Linked DNA regions of Gossypium hirsutum: region 1 is linked to region 2. The links are chromatin contacts, called in public Hi-C maps. All regions are on one chromosome and are shown on one strand. The core of a region is the stretch at or near the end of the contact, and the rest is flanking DNA. Distances in the headings are between cores, read along the strand shown.

Evidence for each region. Hi-C and Micro-C count contacts between places; a contact is called where the count stands out from the background.
Region 1: a contact with region 2 is called in a Hi-C map of leaf, with 2.6 times the contacts expected there. The contact joins the promoter of LOC107889745 here to the promoter of LOC107889821 in region 2. A contact is called at or near these places in 6 of 34 Hi-C or Micro-C datasets (callus, leaf and petal).

The regions. Positions count from the first base shown.
Region 1 is chrD06:30,351,578-30,357,275 of Gossypium_hirsutum_v2.1, reverse strand. LOC107889745 reads right to left here and starts at 2,513. Exons shown (of 20, transcript XM_016814338.2): 1 at 2,051-2,513; 2 at 1,765-1,809; 3 at 854-892. The coding sequence starts at 2,380.
Region 2 is chrD06:30,019,398-30,024,587 of Gossypium_hirsutum_v2.1, reverse strand. LOC107889821 (somatic embryogenesis receptor kinase 1) reads right to left here and starts at 1,869. Exons shown (of 11, transcript NM_001326767.2): 1 at 1,356-1,869; 2 at 341-473; 3 at 150-221. The coding sequence starts at 1,449.

The DNA.
Region 1 (5,698 bases), core at 1,264-3,763, 330 kb before region 2:
CATTTGAAGAACCAAGGGTGCAGTTAATGACATATCCATCATCATGCTAAGTGATATTTAAAATGATTGAGGAGATGAAAAATACAGTTCCAAATAACCATTCATCAAAATTTTCTTTTTGTGATTTGCTTTCCAGTGACTTGTTCTCAACAAATAACTTCTGGGATGAAGTTAATCAAGTTTGAAAGATTCCAGAGACTATCTTCAAGAACAATGATATGTGGTTAGGATCCAATCAACTATCTTTCATATATATATATATATATATATATACATACATGGAAACTTCTTGTTCGAAATCTATATTAGCACATTAAACTAAGCCTTTAACATAGTGCACAGAAGATTCCTTCGAAACGCAGATCCTGAACTAACCAAATAGAACTATTAGCTGTTCCTAAATTCTGAGACCATGCAACTTTGCCCCTAAAGGAACCAAACAGGAATGTAGAAATTTCATTAACCAAGGTAGTTTCAATAGAAATAAAAATCTAGTTTCAGCTGTCATTTTCTGTCTCCACTTTGTTTAAAAAAAGTGTATCTCCAACCCATAAAAAAGGAAGGAAAAAGAACTCGGACAGTACAAGAGATTAGTTCCTGTAATATTCATATGAACTTCAAAAGCCAAAAGGATGAGTTTATCAATAATAAAAAAATGCAGCTTTTCATTATAGTAGAAAAGCCCTTTCCTATAATTTGAGTGCATATAACAAGAAGACCCATTGCAAAAACCAAGTTTAACAAACCAAAGCAGACAGAGGACCCAACATGCATCACAAGTTTAAAGGAAAATTAGAAAGCACGTAAATTTGTGAAGCACATGAAACTTATCCTAGATGCTACGAGAACTTACAGGTCGTGATGAAACAGCTTGAGCAATTTTAATGTATGCCTACAAAGAAGAAAGAAAGAAAACTAAATTTCTTTAAAAATGAAATCAAATCAAAGGTGATTCCAAGTTATTAGCAATCTAAATCCAAGCACAATAGTATATAATTGTTTGTGTGTTAGTAAAAAGAGGCTAAACATTAAGAGACAGTATAGCTTATGGCCAAAAGAAAAGTCTATATGGCAGAAAACTCCATAGAAGAAATTCTCTTTAACAATTTTTTTCAGACAACTTTTCAAAGATACATTTAAGACAGACCCAGAAAGAATTTGAATTTGAGTAACAGTGCATCTTAATGGAAAAATGGGAAGTATAGCTGATCTGCAGAAAAATGAAATGACAGCATAAACCGCTCTAGTGGCTAAAACATGAATGATAAAGTAAACATCACATTAATATCTATATCATGATTTTCTAGAATTTTCAGGTGACATTTAAAGTGAACAAGCTTTTACTTCCTGCTGCCCCTGCTCCCTTTTTCCCTTTATCTCTATGATGATCGAATCATTTGTTCAGCTGCACTTTGCATTCTCTAAAACATTGTGAACCTTTTTCCACTATTTTCCACAAATATTTTAAACATTGACTGAATTTTCTGTACCATTTAACTTTTTTAAGTACCGATGAACTGGAATTTTGAGAAAAACAAAGCTACAAAAAAGCGCAATGTTCAGTAGAAAAAAATCATAACTTAACAGTAAAATTTAAATAGGGGACAGGTGAAAATGTAAAGATATCAGCCAAATGATGGTCGGTTTGATTATAAAGGGAATCAGTTAATAGATGAACTAACAGAAATTTAAATCTCCCCGAGCTTAACATGCAAGACAAACGCTTTATAACTGAATCTTATGCACAATACTGAAATAATATACCGGCCCAAGTTCCACCAGAATTTTTCGAAGCTCGGCAGCTCTAACCTGCAAATCAGAAACAGTAAAAATCAAAATTTCAAGAAAACTTCAAAATATGTAAGGCTTCCTTCGGCTGAAATTAAAATTTTGGAATAATAAAAAATTGAATTTTTAACTTTTGGGAGTAACAACACATAATTCTAATGGCGTAAAAATTTAGAAAACGGAGTCAAACAAATTCGACGTCAGCATCAATTTTCTCAGAAAGTGAGTCTACTTTAAACGTAAGGAGTAATTAAAGTTAAACCTTGAACATTTGATCGGATCGTTCCATAAGATTATCAATATATCGAACTCCGAACCATTTTCCAAAAGTAGTACCGACTTGAATAAGCCGACGCAACAAAATCAGGGGTTTTCTTCTATAAATAGCGGCGATTCGTGAAGGGCTGTAATCGAGTAAGGACTCAGCCTCAAAGGCACTGAGCTGGAAAAGGTAACCTGACTTCTTCGTGAAAGAATCAACTTCAAGTCCCGCAGCGGCGCGTATGATGGGGCGTGGTTTTGAACGGAAGCTAAGTTTTGGAGTGGCGGGAAAGGAGTGGATTGGAGAGGAAGGAAGAAGTAGTGGAGCCATTTACTCCTTTTTCGGTGTAACTGTTTCTGTTTAAACTTTTTTTCGGTTCTTTTTCATGAAAATATGAAAGAGTTAGAGAAATAGAAATGGTATGCGATGGACAAAATAGGAAAAAGAAAATGTGACAGAATAATAAATGCTGAGGTTAGAAAATTATGTGAAAAAGGAAAGAGGAGCAAGCGTACAGGCACCGTCCTTTTTTTTCGTCCTTTAATATTTTATCCATTTCCAAGGGATGCGTACCTGCCTCCTGCCAGAAAATAAAAAATTTAATTTTTTCCATATCTTAACATCGGGTAGGATCTAATTAGTGTACTTTATTCCTAAAGCACACCATATACATATAGAAAGTACAAATTTAGAATATAAATAAATATTTAAAATTAGTATATAATAATAAAATATATGAGTTGAAACTAATTAATAATAAGGTAAACTATTATAATAGTCACTTTTGTTTATTTTATGTTACATTTTAGTTTTAAAATATTATATTTTAGTCACTTACGTTATCGCATTATAACATTTTAGTCACTGAACCATTAATTTTCAGTAATAGTATAACGATAAACTGACGTGGCATGTTAAAACATCAGTTCAAACAAAATTTTTAGGTTAATTTATACAATCGATCTCATATTTTTTGGTTTTGAGTAATTTTTTTCTATTATATTCTTTTAACTTTTTTTCCATTCCCTTCTGCTTTTCCCTCTATTTCCCTTCATTACCTAATTCTTTTAACATAATTTTTTTATGTTTTTCATTTATTAAAATTAGAATCTATACTTTTATTTTTTTTGAACAATTTAATTTTTTCGAGTGAGGTGAGATTGTGGACTAGTTTTAACAAATGAAAAATATAGAAAAACTACGTTAAAAGAAATGAGGAAGGGAGGAAAACAGAGGGAGAAGTAGAAGAGAATGAAAAAAAAAGGAAAGTTAAAAGAACATAAAAAAAATTAAATTGCTCAAAATGAAATATATATATATGAACCAATTGTAGAATTTAACCTAAAATTTTTGTTTGAAATGATGATTTAACGTGTCACGTTAGCTTACTGTTACACCGTTAACGGCTCTGTGACTAAAATGTTACAATGCAATAACGTAAGTGACTAAAACGTAACATTTCAAACAAAAGTAACTAAAATGTAACATGAGGCAAACAAAAGTAACTATTTTGGTAATTTACCCTTAATAATAACACATTAAATATGTGCGATGTTAAAATGAAAATAAATTAGATTAAAATTGTTCATTATGGTGTTGTCATCAATCTTGAGTGTCGAGTTAACTTGTTACACCAACTCAACGAAATACATTAACATAGATACACAATTGATATACGTAATAAAGTGTGCATGATAAAAATTAAAATTAAAATATCAAAATAAAGTTTTAGCTAAGTGGTAAATTAAATATTTTACTAATGCAATTGGTTCGAATTCAAATCTCATCATATTCATACTTTTATTGTTTTTTTTAAATAAAAAGACTAAATTACACTTGAATAATATAACTTATTTTAACTATGAAAGAGTATTTTTGTAATTTCTCTAACTGAGCTGATGACTCAATTTGTTTGAGTGGTGAATTTAAAGTTTTTCAATGTAATTGGTATGGATTTAAATCCCACTATATGTATTTTTTTTAATTAAAAAGATTAAACTGCACTCGAATAATATAACTTACTTTAAATATGGAAGGTCATTTTGTAATTTTTTAATCAAGTTAATGCCCGGTTGACTCGTAACACCAACTCAGTAAGATATTTTATTAATAGTATAAATATATATTAAATTTAAACAAACTAATGTGATTTTATTATTAAATAGTTATCTAAATTTTTTTTTTCAAATATCTACCTCATATGAATTACATTTATTAAATTAGACAAATAGTTGAACATTGATATAGTTAAAAACAAATAAATAAAAAATAACAATTAAATAAGAAAAGAATTGTCAATTGAAAAAAGAGAAGAATTCTCAACCCCATATATTATATCTTATAGTATTAACCGGAGATTTATAGGCTTTTATGGGTATTAGAAGGAAAAAAAACAGCTGAATCTTGGGATTTCCTTCAATAACTAGGGCAGGATTAAAGTTTATTGTGGATGATTTTAGGTGATTTTAATGAGATACTTCCTTTCAGGAAAAAAAAAGAGGTCGTATTCGAGATGATCGATAGATAGAGGACTTTCGAGCAACATTGGATTTATGTAATCTGATAAATATGGTTTATCAAGGAAGATGGTTCACTTAATAGCGGGGAAATTTTGTTGATAACAATATCAGGGAGAGGCTTAATCGAGGTGTTGCCAATTCCGCCTAGTGTGAGGTATTTTCTAGTTTCATGCAGTCTTCACTAAAATGGTTACAACTTGAGTTATCGAACTCGAAATCAAGTGATTCAATGTATGCTTCAAAGCTAAAAGATAGATCTTCAAATTCTATGGAGACATCTCAACCGAGAAATAACTGAATCCCATCCAAAAAGTCAACTCAAGTCGATTGATTTTACAAACTTGAAATTGGAAACTTCAATGAATGGTATTTAATAAATTTCACCCCATTCGTGTTTGTATCATTCCCCATTTCCTCAAAAAGATTCATCCTCGAATCTTGTCTTTGGTTGAATAAGAAATATTTTTTATCATATGTGGAATGGGTTAATTGAGCTCCTTTCAAAGGATCAACAAAATCCTCTAAAGAAATAAGTCCACTAATTATTCCTCATTCTTGCATTAGTATTTTCTTGCTTTTCACTTTCTCTTCCTACTTGAGAACTCTCCAATTTCACCTCATATGTATTCTCTATAACTCCCCAAAAGTTAAATTTTTGGTCTGTTAAATTTTTTCGAAGTAAATGATTTGGTTCAGTGGTTAAGTGCTTTGGATGTGTGTTGAGGTCATGTGTTCAAATATCACTTTTGAAATTTTTTTCCATTTTTGTTCATATCCCTATCTCTGTTCATTTGACTTAAATATTATCTTCACTCAACTTGTGACAGAATAAGCTTGCTGGTTTAGTGGTAAGGTGTCAGCTTACCCTTTGGTCCTATGTTTGAAACCCCACATGTGTCGATGAGGAATTTCTTTTTACTATTTCTACTTGAGCCACCCAAGTGGTAGAGTTTGAGTGGATCTTGAAGTCTTTGGGAATCTGATAGGAGTGGGTAGTTGTGTTAGTGGGGGGAAGTAGTAAGTTGTTTAAAAAAATATAAGATAATAATAAATGTATTTTTGAAAAAAAAGTCCATAAAAATTCTCTCCCCACAGTCACATCTGACGTATTTCCCCTTATCTATCCCTA
Region 2 (5,190 bases), core at 620-3,119:
ATGCGGCTAAAGAAGCTTAGTTAATGCAAAAATAATTGTCGTGAAATATTTCCTCCTGTTACAAATATAAAGAATGTCCGCAATGGCCTATTTTACTCGGACACAATCACATCAATCAGCTAGAATTATTAAGGTGAAGCATGACTTACAAGTACTGCAAATTCTTAAGCAAGCCAAGCTGCGGTACAAGCTGACCAGATAAAGCTGCATTTCCAAGATCACTGAAAAATTGATGCAGGGGTAGACATTACACAAGTAACCCTTCGCGAATTCAGTAAAGCACAATTTTCTTAAGTTGCAACCATGTACTCAGAAAACATCAAAGAGCAAAAAACCTTACACTCTAATAACACTATTATCATTGTTACATGTAACGTGAAACCATGTGCAGGGGTTAACAAGGGTAGGATCCCAACTCTGCAGTACATTGTTAGGATCATTCAAGTTGGTCCTTAGGCTGTGCAATGCATCACCTGTTTCAAGAAGCAAGTAAAGATTGTAAGAGAATAGCACTAAAAAACAATGCAAATGTTAAAAATATATAGCACAGCCAACCTGCTACCGAACTATATCTAGAAAGCATATTCATCAACACTCACAAAGCATTAGAACGTCTATCAACAAGCAGAAAGCAGTTACTTGAAGAAGCTTAAACAGTTTGAAACAGTACTATCATACTTCAACAGTTACAGCAACAAAATCTTCTAAATTTTGCAGTTCTGGAAGTCAAATGTAAATATAACATACATTGAACCAGTAGTTAACCAACAAAAAAGAAGCAATACAAAATTCTTTAATATTAAACAGCGCGAGTTTAATGACCTCATGAGCATAATAGATCTGCTATCAAACCAGCAAGGGATGTGAAAAACAATTTCAATTGTGCGATGAAGCCATGACTTCTACAGTATCACCAACATTTAATGTCTAAAGTACGCAACTACTGTGAACAATAAAATGTCACAATCTGAAATTATTACAAAGCCATTCTAGAAAAAGCATTTTTCTGAGACATGTTCTAAGATACCCAATATAACAAAAGTCACAAATTGTACAACCATATTGCATAATACTAACATTTGATTGACAACAAGGATCAGAATCCGTACAATCAAATTAAACACTTCTAAAGTAATCTCCCAAAAGCAGAACACACAAAAAATGAAACTTCCAACCATCAGGAAAACAAGTATAAAGCACACACATTTTCAAACTCAAAACCAAATTATAAGAAGAAATATCAAAAGCCCCATTCAGCGAAGTTACAAATATCAGGGATCAAACTCCAAAAATAATTGAATGCAAATAACAAAAAGGAGTTGCCGGTAGAGAAAAAAAAAGTAAGACATGTTCACCTTCCACATTAGCAGAAATAAGCCAGAATGGATGCAGTAGCACCGAGATCAAACAAACCAAAACCAAAGATTTAACCTTTTTGCTTCCTTCCATTTGACAAAAGAAAGGGGAAACTAAAAGCTGCAACTTTTTAATTTAAATTTTTTTAAGCTCTCAATCTAAATATCCTTAGATCCAAACAATACAGAAACCCCAACAGCACAACATTACAGCAAAAAACCAAAAAACCAAAAACCCTAGCTCTCAAATCCCACCATTACCGCCCAAAAATCTCCTCAATCAAATCCTTCCCTTTGATCCCACTCCCCTCCATTCAAAAGCACGCCCAAAAAAGGCAGCCAACAAAAACATATATACAAAGAAAAAGAACAGAAAAAAACCAAGCCAAAAATTACTCTTTTTTTAAACCCTTTCTTTTAGCAAGTTTTAAAAAACAAAATAAAAAAGAAATGAACTTTCCTTTTTGCGTTTCTCAAAACTTTCTCTTTGTAAGTCAAGTGATGGAGTGATTTTGAGAGAGAAAGGGAAAAATAATTTTTATTTTATCTTTTTTTTTTCCTTAGAGAAATGAGAGCGAAGCGTGCAGTAAAAGAGGTGACCGAACGTGCTGACCGTTGCCCGAACGCAGTCAAAACGGGTTCGCGCTATATAATGGAAAGTGACATAAATAAGGCTTTGAGGGTACCTTTGGGATTTCATTTCCGTTTTCGGTCAAAATGTTGGACCGTGGATCCCCCACTGCGCATCTCTTTTAATTGAAAATCTTTTGTGCTATAATTATTGAAAGTAATATGATGAGAGTTCCGTTTATACACTTCTAAATTTAAAGTTAGTATACGGCTTTCTTTTACTTATTTTAATTCTTTTAAGGGTAAATCTTAAATTTATAATTTGATATATGAATTTTGATTTGTTACGATTATACACATGTAATTTGAATTATTTGTATATTAAACTTTATTTTTGATTTAATTTTACTCATTTTAATTAATATATATTTATTTTCATATCAGATTAATATAACTAATTGTGTATACAATACATCAATGTAAAATTGTGCTAATTCGATGATGTTAGTAATTTGAGAAAATTGAATCAAATCAAATTTTCATGTATAAAATTGCACAAAATCAAAGTTCATTTATAACATTACACATTAAATTAAAATTCATGTATAATTTTAATATTTATCTATTTTTTTATTATATCTTAAATCTATCCATTCCAAATTAGTTCTATCTAATAAATTACATCATATTTAAATATTGATTCCATGTAATAAATTTGAGAAACTTTAACATTAATACTTTAAATTTGATATTTATTAAATAAATGAATTTTTTTAAAATATTTGTTGAATTATAAATGAGATTTTGGTATAGTTGATAAAGACTAAAGTCTTACGACATATCTTAAGTTCAACTCACTTTTACATAAAACTTTTACATAAAACATGTGATGTTTGTCTCTAAATTTTTTTAGACTTAAGACTCACCATATATGAGTCGCTTCTTATATTAGTTCAATTATGCCTTACAATGCTATTTGTAGTTGTTTTGGAGTAATTTTAAACTTCAAAATATTAAGAAAAATGTATTTAAACCCTGAAGTTTCATTTAAAAAATTCACTTATTTATTAAATAAAAGGATAATTTTATCATTTATTAGTTATTGTTGTTATCTTCAATCTTTATATTCAATATTTTTAATTAAAATAATAAAAAATAATTATAATTATATTATATATTAAATATAATGCATTGTTTTTTTTTTAAAAAACCCAAATGAGCGATTCCATTCAACTCAATCAAATAACGTCTACCATAACAAAGTCATGAAGTTCGTGGAGTAATCCACACAAAATCAAACCTCATTAGCGTCATTTAAAACCATGCAGCATAGCAAGTCGGCAACTTTATTGGTCAATCATAAGTAAAAACAAAGTCTAAATGTTCAAAGTCTAAAAACAGAGAAAGAGCCTCCAAAACAAATTGGCACAACAAAGATAAGTCAAGTGTTACATGGTTACAATTGAAGATTACAACATAAGAATTAGACTCTAGTACAATATCCTTAAATCCCATGTCACTAGCCAAATTGAGGCTCAAAATCACTATGTAGGCCTCCGCCAAAGACAAGTCAAAGCAATTGAATGCCTTAGTTGTTGTCCCACCCAAAATTAGCTCATCTACATCCCACGCAATGGTCCCAAACCCAGCCATGCGCGTATGCTTGTCCTATGTAGCATTCATGTTCACTTTCACTCAACTCATACAAGAAAGAACCCAACGCCCTATGCAAGGCTTCCATAACAAGATCAATCAATTAAGTAGGTTGTGAATGTGGAACTCATTATGTAAAGATTACACATAATTTAGCACAACATGAGGTGGAGTGAGGCATCCATGCAAGACTTCATTATTTCTTATGTTCTAAAACTCTCGTAATAGCATACAAAAGCTAGCCATTGAAACCCTGTCCAACTTGCGTATAGCAAATGCAAGCTAGTGAGTACAATAAAAGGCATTGAAAGTAAAAATAGTCATTAATACTTGCTAACCTCAGTATAGCATTTGAGATTGGACAATCACATAGAGCATGGAAAATTGTTTCCCTCTCAGCACCACAATGGCTATAAGCAACATTAAGATAAACTTTAAACACTGAAATCTTAACATAAGTAGGCAAGAAGATTTCATGCCCTACACATCAAGCAAATATTTTCACATTAAGAAGCATGGCAAGTTTACATAGTGATGCGAACCGGCCCGGGTTAATCGAGTCGTTTCATGTAGTTCGCCCAATCGTTGATGATGAGTAGTTGAGTTGTCAGAAATAGGATGAAATGAGGCTAAAGATACGGAAGCTTTCAAATGGTTTTAAAGGTTGGCGAAGGTGATGGTAAGTTTGTAGGTTCGGTTTAAAAATAAAAATAAGGAAAAAAAAGAAGTTGAATAAATGAAGGCTCAGTTTTGTAAAAGATATTATAGATGGTTAAAATATAGGATATTCGGTGGAAATGGACAAATGAGCTTAACACCAGAAACAATTCAACACTAAGGAGTGTCACCCCGGTTTCTATTTGGTTAAGGTGATTTGCGGAATTGTAGAAGGGTTGAACGTCATACCAAAAAATAAGGTGATAAGTTCAAAGAGAGAACGATAGACGCCACTAGCACGCTAGATAAGTCAGATCGAAACTCATACGAATTTAGAGAGGAGAAAACTCACTCTTTGAACAAAGTTCATTCAATAATTTGGCAAAAGTCCTTTTACAATGAAAATAATCAACTATTTATAGCCATAACATTGGCTAGCTGAATGGACGAGCAAAGATGCTGAATGGTCAGCAAAATTAAAGCTAAATAAGCTGGAAAATTCCATGAAGCTTCCTAGAATGTCTTTGAGAAGTTTAATCAGCTCAAATTGAGCTCCATTGAGCTAGAACAAGCTAGATTAGCTTGCGAGAGTTTGCGAATGACGCCCGATGAGCTAAACCAAGGACGTTTTCGGGGCATGGTCGTATCACATAGTTCCCTACAAAGTGCCCGGTGTGGACTGTAGCTTAATGAACTCAACAAGAGCCATGAATAGCCTTTTTAATTAGAAAAAAAGTATTCGTATGAGAGTCACCCCATAGCAAGAAATCCTTTGGCCCTATTCTTAATATAGGGATTGACAATATAGTATCTGCCTCATCATGATTAAAAAAATTAAGCACAAGCTGCTCATTTTATTCACATGCAATATTACACATTAGAAAATCAACTAAGAATGTGAGTAGTAAGGTATTGTTATAAGACAAATCCGCCATAATCAAGTTTTTCTTACCCC